2 separate regions of the Mus musculus genome follow, and region 1 is linked to region 2. A link is a contact called in public HiChIP or PLAC-seq data. All regions are on one chromosome and are shown on one strand. Each heading gives the region's core, a stretch centred on a gene start, on an enhancer-like site or on the middle of the called end of the contact. The rest is flanking DNA. Distances are from core to core; before and after follow the strand shown. Region 1 has its middle 12 kb from the start of Gm26730. Region 2 holds the start of Smim5 (small integral membrane protein 5).

Region 1 (6,340 bases), core at 1,164-3,663, 420 kb before region 2:
GGTGCTCAGCCTTTATCTGGTGGTTCCGTTGGGAGCTGACTGTCACCTTCCTACCTCATCCTTTTAGTAGCCCCAACTCCTTAAGTCGTAGGACAAGTGTCGGGCACTGCCTGCCTTCTGCCTAACCAGGACCTCGCCTTCCTCTACAGAAACACAAAGCCTCCTCCTTGGGGCTCCTGGCAACACTTCTCAGGGGAGAGTCTGAGTACTGAGTCCTAAGCTTGGGGAGGTCGCCACATTAGCTGCCCAGGCCTCTGGCAAACCTCCGGCTCAAAATGTCTGGTTTTGGTGAGCCCTGAACCCTGATCCCTAGACGGGAGGCCACAGCGCTGGTCTGTAACAGCAAGATAGCATCATAGAAAGAGGCAAGGGCGCTCTTCAGTCTTTGGGACATGGCATCCTTCTGGGGTTGCCTACAGATATGGACACTGAGATGCAGAGGACCTGCGGATGCCAGCACAGGTGAGGCCAGCTTCCAGGCATGCTGGCACTGTGTGGACACCGCCATCTTCTTGCTTTCCTATTACTACAGGGGCAGAATCCCCTGCCCCATGGGAAGCTCAGGGTGAGTGGGGCAGGGACTGGTTCCTGTGATATCTGCCAAGAGTAGTGCAGAGAATGTGGCACAGTGGAGTGGGGGCCGCAACACAAGACTCAGTGACCTGTCGGCAACTGGAGCTTTTTGCCGAGAGGGCAGTGGGGACATGGGGAGATATAAGTCAGGCTTGTCCCTGCCTGGGCCTACACTTCCCCAGGCCTCAACCTAGCTCTCCTTTCTGGCCTTATTTTAAAGCCCCTATTAGTTGGGCCTGGTAGTATATGGAAGTGGAGAAAGATTATGAGTTAGGTCAGCCTGGGCTACACGCAAAGATAGTCCCAAGAACCGTAAAATGTTCGAGGCCAGCCAGGTCTACAGAGTGAGTTCCAGGACAGCCAGGGCTATACAGAGAAACCCTGTCTCGAAAAAACAAAAAACAAAAAAACCCCAAAAAACAAAAACCCAAAAACGATAGTCTTTATTAAAGACAACTGGTGGTATGTGTTGGCATCAGGACCTCCCAAACCTATGACATCACATAGGTGACAGCAAAACCTGCAGACTGGTTGCCAAGGCAACAGGCACCCTATTCCCAACATCCACTTGGCTCACTTTCCACCTTTACCTGAGTTACGTCATTCTCGATATAAATAAGGAGAACTCCCCTCCCTCACACTCTCTCCCCCTCTTCTCTTTCTGCCGCCACCTTCTCTCTCTTCTCCCAATAAAACCTCGTCCACGTGGAACTGTCTTGGCCTAGCGTGCTGTTGAGATGCAACCCGCCATTCTAACACATCAGTGTGTGTGATGTCTTTCCAGGTCGGGTGTACACTGATGGCGGCTGCACACATCTTTCTTTGGCCTTTCTGTTCATTCATTCATTCCATCAGTCACTCGACGAGCCTCAGGCTGGAAGACTCTCCTGTGGGTGCGCAGGGCGCTCTTAAACACACTCAGTAAAACCGAGCCTTGGTCCTAGAACCCTTGCTTCAGGGTAGTTCTGGATCAAGGGACTAAGACCTCCCATTTCCCACCACAGAGGAAGGATCTGCAAGTGTTGTGCTGGGGAGGAAAAAGGCCTTCTCTGCACCCCCACCCCTATCCAGCAGCTCCGGAGACCCCAGCCTGAATGTGGTCTGCCTCTGCCCAGCCACCTCCAGTACCTGGGGCACTGGTGTGGACTCTTCACTTGTATCCCAGTCACAACGAAGCCACATTCTTCTTTATCTGTCTTGAGACAGGGTTTCTCTGTGTAGCCCTGGCTGTCCTGGAACTCACTCTGTAGACCAGGCTGGCCTCGAACTCAGAGATCCACCTGCCTCTGCCTCCTGAGTGCAGGGACTAAAGACATGCGGATCAGGTGAAACCACATTATCTTACCTCAGTCAGCTGCTCTAAAGTGCCTTAGCTTTCTTAGTCGATACCTGTTCTTACTCCTCTGGTGACAGAGCCATCTCTGCCTTACTTCTCACAGAATAGATATCTTCCTGGGACCCACCTTCCCACCCTTCAGAATCCAGGACACATCTGTGCCTCTCTGGTGGGCCATTCCCCTGTGGTGGTTTTTCCTTTAACCAGTCCCCACAGTCCTTGTCCCTCCTGTGACTGGCAGGACATAGATTTGCTGTGAATCCCAAATTCTCAAAAGGACTTTCTTTTCTGCAGTCTTAGCAGGGAAGGGGGATCTCTTCCTGTCTCTTCCCTCCCAGGCTTTCCCTAGTTTTCTCTCTACCTACACAGACAGGTTATTGAAAACCCCAGCGATGTTTGTGATCTTGCACAGGAACAAGGGCAAACGTCCCTATGCCTGGAGTCAGGGAGCCTCTGTCCTCATGTGTGGATTGAACCCCACGCTGCCAAACAATGCAAATCAGGATGCCCAGCATGTGAAAGCGCTGAGTCACATTCTGGGAACAGGAGCCCTGGGGACCATGCCCTTCAGCAGTGCGTGCTGCCGCGTTTGCGTTGCAGGAGTGCCCCGGGGGCTGCGCTGGGCTGCGGGAACATGCTTGTAGGTGCAACTGGGCTATGGAATCGCGCTGGGAGCTGCAATTGGGCTATGGGAGCACTCCGGGGACTGCAACTGGACTGCACCTGGGCTGAGGGAGCACGCCCAGGGCTGTGAGGGCGCCCCTGTCCAGGCCAGAGCTGATCTCCCCGCAGCACCAGCTGGACTAGGAGACTAGCGATCACGGGATTCGGGGCGCGCTGGGCACCCACTAAACTTCCGGGGCCAGACCGCAGGCCCCTGGTCCAAAAAGAACTGCCCCGGTTCCAGACGACGCCTGCACTTCCTCTCTCCCTAGCGGCGCGCGCCCCCTGGTGGACGCCGTCCTGCTCGCTGCTTCCCCACCGCGCTGGGCTCTAAGCTCCCCGCAGGAGAGTGGTGACCCCCTTCCCAGAGCCAGCCCAGGATAGGAGAATAGTGGAAAATGCCGTGGTCTGAAAAGATAACGGTGTGAGCTAGTGTGCATACGTGTGTGAGCATATGAAATGATACATGTGTAAATAAATAAGCGTTGTGTATGTGTGAGTGGATGTGGTATGGATGTGCACATAGTGTAAATGGGGCACTGGGTGGGTGGCTGATGTGTGATTAAGTGATCCATCGTGGAGGGCAGGGGCAGGGTGTATGTCTAGTGGCCTCCAGTGTCCAGGCACGGTTGGGTAACTCCTGAAAGCCTTTTTGTGATACTCTAGGGATTAAACCTAGGGCTTTGGAAGTTAGCCAGGCCACACTCTTCTTAACTTTGTTTTGTGTTCTGAAACAGGGTCTTACCACGAAGTCTTAGCTGGCCTGGAACTTCCTATGTAGACCAAGCCAGCACAGCGGGTAGCCAGCTTCTGCCTCCTGAGTGCTGGGGCTAATGGTGTTTGCCACCACACCTGGCTCTTTTTAACTTCTATATTTACATTTGTAAATTCTCTGAGAATTTCATTCATGAGTACTGTATTTACATCATTCCCACCATGCCCTTCCCCCTCTAGCTCCCCCCAGGGGTGAGACCTTAAGAACTTTCTCCCACTGATGAACCAACTGGTGTCACTGTGTTGGTCTTGTCTAGGTAGCCATATTGTTGAGATTTCTTGGGTGTAATTTCCCCTGCTGTGTCTACAAGACACTGTCTTGTTGGTCCTCGGGTTCTTACAACCGTTCCGTGAATCAGTCTCTCTCTCTCTCTTTCTCTCTCTCTGTGTGTGTGTGTGTGTGTGTGTGTGTGTAGGTTGCATTACAGCTTTACCAGGTTGAGTTGTGCACCCCACAGACTCTAATTCTCTGCATTCAGATAAAGTCAGCTTGACACCAGCTAGAGTCATCAGAGGAAGCAGTTTCCAGTTGAGGAAATGCCTCCATGAGATGCAGCTATGCGCGTCTGTAACAGTCTCCATCTGAAAAAGAAAACAAAATCATTCTTTGATGAAAAGCAGGAGCTACAGTCATCTGATGGTCTAACTATAGAAAAGTTATTTATTTTATGTGTGGGTTATATGTGCATGTCTGTATATCACATAAATGCAGTGACCATGGAGGTCAGAAGAGAACGTTGGATCCCCTGAAACAGGTACTACATACACCACTGCTATGTGGGTGCTGGGATTAGAACCTGGGTCCTCTGGAAGAGCAGCCAGCATTCTTAACTACTGAACCACCTCTCCAGACCCTGGCCTACATATTTAAACTATAATTAGAAAGTATACTGGTTTAGGAAAATGACTGTAGTTGGTTCTCATATAGGGCCTATAACCATGAACCCACATAGCCTGGTCTTAAAGTCTGTCCTGGCTGGCTTTGTGTGTTAGCTTGACACAAGCTAGAGTCATCAGCTCAGTTGAGGAAATGCCTCCATGAGACCCAGTTGTAAGGCATTTTCTCTATTAGTGATCAATGAAGGAGGGCTCAACGTATTATGGGTGGTGCCATCCCTGAGTTTGTGGTCCTGGGTTCCATAGAAAGCAGGCTGAGCAAGATATAAGGAGCAAGCCAGTAAGCAGCACCCCTCCATGACCTCTGCATCAGCTCCTGCCTTGGTTCCAGCCCTGCTTGAGGTCCTGTCCTGACTTCCTCCAGCGATGAATCATCATCTGGAAGTCTAGCTGAATTCACACTTTCCTCCCCGACTTGCTTTTTAGTTATGGTGTTTTTTTCCCCTCTGTAGAAAGCCTGACTAGGACAAAGCCCTTCTGTAGTGCAGGCAGGTCCTGAATATAAGAGAATCCTGCTTCAGCATCCTGGAAGCTCAGCCCAGGCGAGCACCTCTTGGATCTGTGTTACACAGCTCTGACCCGGCCTAGCTTAGATTCCCACTTTAAGATTCAGAGGTGTGCTGGAGCGATGACTCAGGTGTTAAACTCACTGGCTGCTCTTCCAGAGGACCCAGGTTCAATCCCCAGCACCCGTTATGGCAGCTCACATTTGTCTGTAACTCTAGTTCTAAAGGATCAGACACCTTCACACAGACATAAATGCATGAAATGAGGGGTACAAAAGATCCAAAGGAAGCCGGGTAGTGGTGGTGCACACTTGTAATCCTAGAACTCGGGAGGCAGAGGCAGATGAATCTATGAGTTCGGGGCCAGCCTGGTCTACAGAGTGAGTTCCATGACAGCCCAGGCTCTCCTACCCCAAAAAAGATCCAAAGGAAACTGAGCTCAGTGGCTCAGACCTTTAATCCCAGAACTAGGGGGATAGAGTCAGGAGGTTTGCTCCAAGCTAGACTACACACTGAGTTCCAAGTCACCCTGAGCTACAGTTCAAAATCCTATCTAATAAAATATAGCAATAAGCCGGGCGTGGTGGCACATGCCTTTAATCCCAGCACTCGGGAGGCAGAGACAGGCGGATTTCTGAGTTCGAGGCCAGCCTGGTCTACAAAGTGAGTTCCAGGACAGCCAAGGCTATACAGAGAAACCCTGTCTCGAAAAACCAAAAACAAACAAACAAACAAACAACCCCCAAAACAAACAAAAAAAAACCATAGCAATAGAATTTGGGGAGATGCCTCCATGGGTCAAAAAATCCACATAGAAGCCAGGCATGGAATGTTTGTAAGTCAGAGACAGTGGAATCCTGGAGGTTTGCTACCTAGCCAGAATTAGTCGTTAAGGGAGGGATATTTAAGAGGATGCTCTTAAAAACCCTTTGAATAACCCTCTGTTATTTAATTTGGGTACTCTGGGTGCCGAGGCCAGTAGATCTCTGTGAGTTTGAGGCCACCCTGATCTACATAGCTACTTTTAGGCCAGTCGAGTTACATGGTGAGACCCTGGCTCAAACAACACAAAGAAGTGCCCGGGGCAGGGTTGATGGTTCAGTAGTTGAAGTACTTGCCCTGAAAGTGTGAGGACCCATGTTCAGACTCCCCAGCACCCACATAAATGCCAGTTGGGCATGGCAACTTGCTTGTAATTCCAACCTTCGGAAGCAGAGACAGGGAATGCTGGAGCAAGCTGGCGAGCTAAATGAGCCATCACCACGACACTCTGGGTTTGATTGAGAAACCTGCCTCAGTGGTTGATGCTGAAGGCCAATGGAAGATGATTTCTTAAGTCAGACGTGGCCCTTCACATCCACAAGCACCCACAGACGTGGGCTCATGCACACATGCACGCTGCTGCACATACATAAAAGAGAGCTTCTCACCCAGTTCACTCTGCTTTCGTATACAGCCCAGGGCCTCCTGCCCAGGGGTGGCACTGCCCACAGTGAGCTGGGCTCTCCCACAGTCTTATCTACAGACCAATCCCACGGAGGCATCTTTGCAACTGAGGTTCACTCTTCTCAGATGACCCAAGCTTCTTTCA
Region 2 (6,726 bases), core at 2,112-4,611:
TAGCTATTTGGAAGCCCATGGGCTGAGCACAGTCAATACCGCCTGCCTTTTGTGGGCCTGGGGCATCGGTTTTTATCAGTTCATCACCACCAGAGTGGGGCACACCAGGCTTTATGAGAACTGCATGTGTTGTCACTAAAGGCACAGATCTGTGTGTCCTGCTGTTATGAACCTAAGACCGTTCCTTCTGGTGAGAACAAAGGAGATGCTGCCCCTAGCCAGTTGGAACATGCTTGCAGAAGGACAGTGATGTATTCGCCCTCCTACCCTGGGACCTCTGTAACACTCCTGCCCCCCCCCCCCCCCCCCCAGAAATAGTGTGCATAAGGTTCAGAACCAGGGCTGTTGTTTCTTACCCTCCCTCTTCATCTATGTTTGGTCTGGCTTGTTCAGTCTGACTGGCACTGTGCCCACATTGCCTCACAAGCCCAATGGAGACACTCCTTAAAAGCAGAAGCAGGCAGGAGTTGGTGGTCAGGAGAGCTTTCTCACTTGTGTGCCACACCCTAAGACCTAAAGAGAAATGGCGGTTAGGGGGGGAAGAAGCACCAGCTCTGTCAGGGTTGGTGGGGTTGGGACCCTAGGCCTAGCTGAAGGGTCTAGCAGTGTCAATTCCCAGAGCAGGAAGAAGGCAGGAGGCTGGGGCTGGGCCTGCTATGCAGGGCAGTCAGGCTTTGTTGGTCAGTTACTCCCAGCTTCTCTCGTGTTTTCCCTTGTGCCTTTCCCCACTCCTCTCTGCATTATGCATGGCTTGTGGAGTTGGAGAACTGCAGACCTGTGCCCCGGGCACCTGAGCTCTTCTCTGTAAGAACGTGGACCACCTATTGTGAGCAGCCTCATAACTTTGTGCCCAGGGCTTCTATAGTCATCCCCACTGGAAGCTCGGTGGAACGTGGCCACCTATGCCAGCCTTGGGATGTGACCTGGGGCGTTAGCTCTTGTCTGTGTTACCAGCAGAAACGGGGCTGCAGAGTATGGCTCTCTGCCCTCAAAGGGCTGAAGAGGAACCCTCTTTGCTTGGCAGTTAGTGTTTTGTTATTTTAAGCTCTGACCCAACATAACAAGCACATCTCAGAGGGGGGAGCAAAGGGGTCTTGTTCTCCAAAGAGGAAAGAGGCACATTCCAGCAGGTCTCCAGGCATCTTCCCAGTGGGCTATTTAAAGCAGAGCCAACAGACACTCGGTGCCCAATATAACCTTGCTCCCCAGCCGTGGTCAGGGGGAGAGGGAGCCCTGGAGCTGGGCCCCATTGACTGGATACACCCTAGGTTTGGGTGAAGCCAAGCAAAGCTACTGGTAATTTTGTGTTTCCAAAACGATCAGTCCCAGGTTTGTCCAATTACTTCTAAACCAGACTTTATGCCCCAAACCTGGGGGAACTAGAGTCTCTCTTAATGCTATGTTTGGTAGAACAAATGGTAGCTTTCTCTGGTCCAGGAGGGAGAACAGGCTTGGCTGCCACTGAGGCCCACTGGTGCCCAGGCCGCTTGTGCAGCAGATTTGGAACCTTCTGTGGATGCTCCACAGGCAGTGATCAGAGAGCTAGCACAACAGAGAAGGAAACTGGCCGAGCTGGGGGACCGATTAGTGTTCCTGGGTGTGGCATGGGACATGGAGGTTCTTGCTATATAGTAAGTGTCCTGTAGGCCAGACAGCAGAAGCTTGGTCCCACAGTTTCTCTACTTCCTCCTTGTCTACTTGATCATCCAACTCCAGCTCCCCACACGGATGAGGGCAAGCAGCGTGTCTGTGCCTGATAAGAGTCATGGGGGCTCTCAGCCCCTTTTGTCCGTTGAGGAGCATCTCGAATGAGACATAACCAACAGATGTGAGAGACCTGAGAGGTCAGAGCCTAACCAGCAGGGCAGAGATGCCCACTGTGCCTGTTGAGTGTTTGAGCAACTCCATCAGTGCTGGGGCTCCGGTTTGGAGTCAAAAGTGGGTGCTTGAAGCCTTGGTGGTTCTGCTGCCCTGGTCCCCAAGTTTTCTAGACAATGGAGAGAACTTCCTGCTCTGGTGGCCAATAGAAACTAAGCGAGCTCCTCTCCTGCAGCCATAGAAGCTGGGCCTCCCTCTGAGCTCAGGGACTGCTGGAGCCTGTGTGTCCCAGATGTGGCTCAGCTGCAGTGCAGTCCCTCTGTTGCACACTTGTTAGTATTACCACAGGAGTTAGCTTCCCAGTCCCACACAAACCAGAGTGCACCCCCTCTGCTGAGCCAAAGAGACTCTCGGCCCTCCCCTTGGTTTCCAAAACTGAATGATGTTTTTCTTTCTTACTGGATAACAGTGTGTTTGCTTTGGAAGGGACGTCTCACGGGGACTTGAACCCCAGTGTGAGGACAGGAGGCAGAAGGGCTTAGCAGCCTCCTCTCGTGAGGCCCTGCCCAAGAAGGTTGTGCTTGCCCTGCACAAGGACTGAAGAGAAGAGCTGTCTGGGGGCAACCATTACAGTAGTTAGTGTGGAAGAGACTCTGGGGTCTTTTCCAAACTCATTCATGTAGTCACAAACTCCTTTCCAAACTTGGGGTTTGAATTAGGGTGCATATCCCTGGCTCAGTTTTCAGAGATCATTGCCAAAGGAGGATCAGGGGTCCTGGTAATCTAAGTGGGTGCAGAGACTCCTCCCTAGGATGATCCTGAGCCGGAAGCACACAGCGGTGAGCAGGTCAGAACTCCAAAAGACAGGAAAGCTGCTGCTCTTGTCCAGCATCCAAGTAGGCAGTTCTGCTGCTGGCTCTACCAGCTCCTGGGGCCAGAGGCCATTCAGCAGGCTGGGCACACCTTGTCCTGAGCCTTCTTGAGAACCAGGGAGGGCTCAGCCCTAATCCTTTCGGAAATGGAGGCTCAGCAAGATTGGGGGCCATATCCTAAACTCACTGAATAGAAAAGGTTTAAATGGATGTGTCCAGCAGCCCCCAGCCCCTGTGCCACACACCGAGTAGCAGTACATCCCCCTTCTCTAGTACCAGGTCCCAGGGGAAGAGCACTCAGGTATACACACAGAGGAGGTGACTAAATTCCCATAGGAGAGTGGCCTAATATATCCCCCAAGACGTTCCTCTCCGAGCTCATGCTAAGCTGTGACTCCTCGCCAGAGATACGAGACCCTGGCTGCCCTCCTTTCCCGATCCTGTCACCTCTAGCCAGTGTCTCTTACCTGGGAGCTCAGATAGTGGGGAGCCTCGAAGAGGTGTCCCAGTACAGAGCCTCTATGTACCTCCTGGAAGTCCTTTGGCCACCACCTTTGACTTCTTCACCAGCGCTGCCACTTTCCTGCCTAGGCGGCTGCTTCTCACTCGGGCACCTCCTGGTGCTAGCTCCCGGTTGCTGACAGCCAGCTGCTGTCCAGCTTCAGCGCCTCATCGCTTCAGCTTTTTTGTTGTTGGTTGTCCTGGAGATCTAGGTGTCAAATTACAGTTGTGAGGAGGAGCCCAGGGAGTCCTCCCCTGAGCTTGACTTGCCCTTCACGCCCTATGCCTTTCCCTGCCTAGAGGTCCACTCTGCTCTCTGGATCCCCAGACGGCTCCCTCTCTTATTCTTCCTCCTGTTCTGCCCTCCTCCTGCCTTTGAGCCAGGCTGTAGGCTGTAGGCTGTAGGCGGAGGGCTGGGGTTGGGCTAATGACAGAAGTGGTTGGCTGTGGTTCCCTGTGGAAATAACCCCGGGGGGCTCCGTCTGAGGTTGCCAGAGGAAGAGGGTGGAGTGACTCGCTCTTGGGTGCCCCAGCACCCTCTGGATGGCCTTTTTGGCTTGTGTCCCTGACCACCCTGGTCTGTCTCTTGGGCCACACTCTGGCTGCTCTCTCTGCCCTCTGCCAGAAAGAAAACCGGGCTACAGGATCACCCAAGCACGTCAGCAAGCTTTCAAGCAGCCCTCTGGTGTGGTACTCTGCCATCTACCCAGGGGCATCTGGGGGGAAGATGAGGATCCTAGATACTCTAAAAGTAGTCTGCGCCGGCCATGGTAGTGCACACCTTTAATTCCAGCACTTGGGAGGCAGAGGCAGGTAAATTTCTGAGTTCGAGGCTAGCCTGGTCTACAGAGTGAGTTCCAGTACAGCCACGGCTACACAGAGAAACCCTGTCTCGAAAAAAACAAAAAATAAGTAAATAAGAAAAAGAAAGAAAGAAAAGTAGCCTGCTTGTTTTAGTGAGGGGCCTTGGGTCCTTCTAAGAGAAAGGTCACTGCTGGTCTCGTTCTGCTCAGCTGTCTGCATGACAGCTCTGTTGGCCCATTAACGTTTGTCGGTCTTGCCACCAGCAGACCAGGCTGCAGGGGGAGGACTGACCTCAGCTCTGCAGTCAATGGAGCCCTTTGAATCTGAGCACAAAACCCCAGTGAGCCAGGGCTTGGGGCAGGGTGTAGACAACCATATGGTCACAGTGCCTAGATGCCAAAGCTTCTCAGAGACAGGACAGGCCACCACTGTACAGGCAGAGGGAACATTTGTCGTGTATATTCAGTGTTAGTGGGAGCTGGCTGCAAGAGCGCCCCCCAGTGGCTGTCTCAGCTGTCTTCCTGCCACTTCTATGCAGTTTTAGGGCTGTTCTTCACTTTGCTGGAGGGACCCTACTTCTTTAGAAGGTGGCATTGCAATTTGCTTTCCTTACAGTAGCCTGCTGTGTGGGGTCAGATCCGCAAGCAGTATTCAGACTAAGAAAACCCTCTGTTCCAAAGCTGTTAGTGCCGGCTAATCTTAAGCCTGGGCACTCAAACTGCCCTGCCTCGCGCTGTCTCTTCTGGTTCCCAACCCTGTACCACATTTCTGGCACTAGAGATGACTGTAAGGACCCTGATAGAACAGTGGCCTCTCCCAGGGCCTCAGCCTGGGGATCCGAAAAGAGACTGGCCTCCTGCACCAGGTGGGCTTCCTGCCACCAGCTTGGGCAGGAAGTGGTTATCCGCAGGGGAACATCTGGAGTTAGAGGCTGAGAGGGAGGCTCTAGTGAGGCTCTAGTGAGGCTGGATCTCCCTGGTGAGTGGGCTCACGAGTGACTAGGCATGATGGCCGCTCTCAGCATTGTGTGCCTCTAGCACAGTGACTCTCAGCCTTCCTCATGCTCTGGCGACCCCCAACCATAACATCCTTTTTGTTCCTTCTTTATTACTGGAATTTTGCTAGTTATAAATTGTAATATATGTTTTTTGGTGGATAGTCTTAGGTAAACCCTATGAACGGTCTTTCAAGCACCAGAAGGCTTGAGACCCACAGGTTGAGAATCATCTGTTCCAGGAGCTATGCTAGGTACAGCCTTCAGCCTAGGGCAAAAAGCTCATGGTGGGCGCCAGGGGAAGCCTAATTCCCTCAGGGAAGATCAAGATACCCATGAAAACTGTTTGTGGGAGCTCATGCCTACAGACCCAGAACTCAGGAATCTGAAGCAGGAAGCTCATGAGTTCAAGGCCACCCTGAGCTGTAGTGAGACCCTATCTTAAAAACAAACAAAAAAAGACTAGGCATGGTTGCAGAGGCGGCTTTCTGAGTTCTGAGGCCATCCCAGTCTACTGTGATGAGTACTCAGTAAGCTCTGGGCCAGCCCTGGCTACAGAGTGAGACCCTGTCTCTAAATAACAAGTACTAAAGACAGGCTGGGCTCTCCTGTCCTCTCCTCCTTCCCCACGGTGAGGAACACTTGTAGAACATCTCATCAGTGCTCACAGCCCGATGGAGCACCGTTGTGCTCCACTGTAACACTGCCCCACAGCAGTAGAGAGGCTGTGGCATTCACAGTAAAATGCCTATCTGATGTTGCCTTGGTGGCAGAGCCTGACTCTCCAGGGCATTCCTGGTCCCTGGGCAGAGGGAAGAGCAGGGCCCTAGAGCTTACAGGTAACCAAACAGACTGAGGCTCATATGTTACAGACCTGTAGGGAAACTGCTTCACCTCCCTGGCCCCGGCTCGGCCATGGGCAGCACCAGATGATGCTTCCCACGCCCTGTGGATAAAAGGGTACAGGACAGAGACTGGGGGATGCTCAGAGGTTGAGAGCATAGACTGTATTCACAGAGGCCCCTGGGTTCAGTTCTCAGCACCTCACGGTGGCTCACAACCATCCATAACAAGTTCCAGGTGATCTGACACTCTCCTGACCTCCTGATACACATAAAATAAACCAAAAAAGGCTTTGGAAAGATATGGAGTGTGGTGCTGGATAGTGAGTGACTCAGTGCTTGGAGACAGGATGAGCCAACACTAGCCACCTCAGCCCCTCAGCCCCTCGGCACTCACTGCCTGTTCTAGGTGCCGCCATGCTGCCATTGCTAAGTACTTTGGGGATGCACCCCCCGCCTGCGCCAAAGGCTGTGACTACTGCCAGAATCCTGCAGCCATAACGAAGAAGCTGGATGCCCTGGAGCGCAGCAGCAGCTGGAGCAAGACCTGCATCGGGCCCTCACAGGGGAATGGCTTCGATCCTGAGCTGTATGAGGGAGGCCGCAGGGGCTATGGTGGCTTCAGCAGGTAAGAAGCCATCAAACGCATAGTCATTCCACTGTACTAGCCAGGCCAAAGGTGGCCTTCCTGCAGTGCGACACATGATCTCCCTGGGGCCAGCACATCACTGTCCCGTCAGGTCGGGAAGGACAGAGCCCCTGCATGGCTGCTCTCACCTAGCCTGTCCTTTAGGTATGATGAAGGTTCTGGAGGTAGCGGTGATGAGGGCAGAGATGAGGCCCACAAGCGGGAATGGAATCTTTTCTATCAGAAACAGATGAGCCTGCGCAAGGT

Evidence for each region. HiChIP or PLAC-seq counts read pairs in DNA pulled down with a chosen protein or histone mark.
Region 1: a contact with region 2 is called in a FOXA1 HiChIP or PLAC-seq map of pancreatic cancer cells. The contact joins the enhancer-like site here to the promoter of Smim5 in region 2. A contact is called at or near these places in 3 of 39 promoter capture datasets (erythroid cells, hippocampal neurons and liver) and 2 of 115 datasets of contacts at active chromatin or transcription factors (embryonic stem cells and pancreatic cancer cells).

The regions. Positions count from the first base shown.
Region 1 is chr11:116,315,689-116,322,028 of GRCm38.p6, reverse strand. No RefSeq gene overlaps it. Among named protein-coding and RNA genes, the nearest start is that of Gm26730, 12 kb to the right of the region's middle. Within about 2 kb of position 2,413, at least 147 of the 459 cell types and tissues checked have an H3K27ac peak or open chromatin away from gene starts, as enhancers often do. A contact at or near this core is called in hippocampal neurons and pancreatic cancer cells, where this site is marked.
Region 2 is chr11:115,896,774-115,903,499 of GRCm38.p6, reverse strand. Smim5 (small integral membrane protein 5) reads right to left here and starts at 3,361. Exons shown (of 3, transcript NM_183259.3): 1 at 3,158-3,361. Recql5 (RecQ protein-like 5) reads left to right here. Exons shown (of 19, transcript NM_130454.2): 8 at 6,241-6,459; 9 at 6,625-6,724.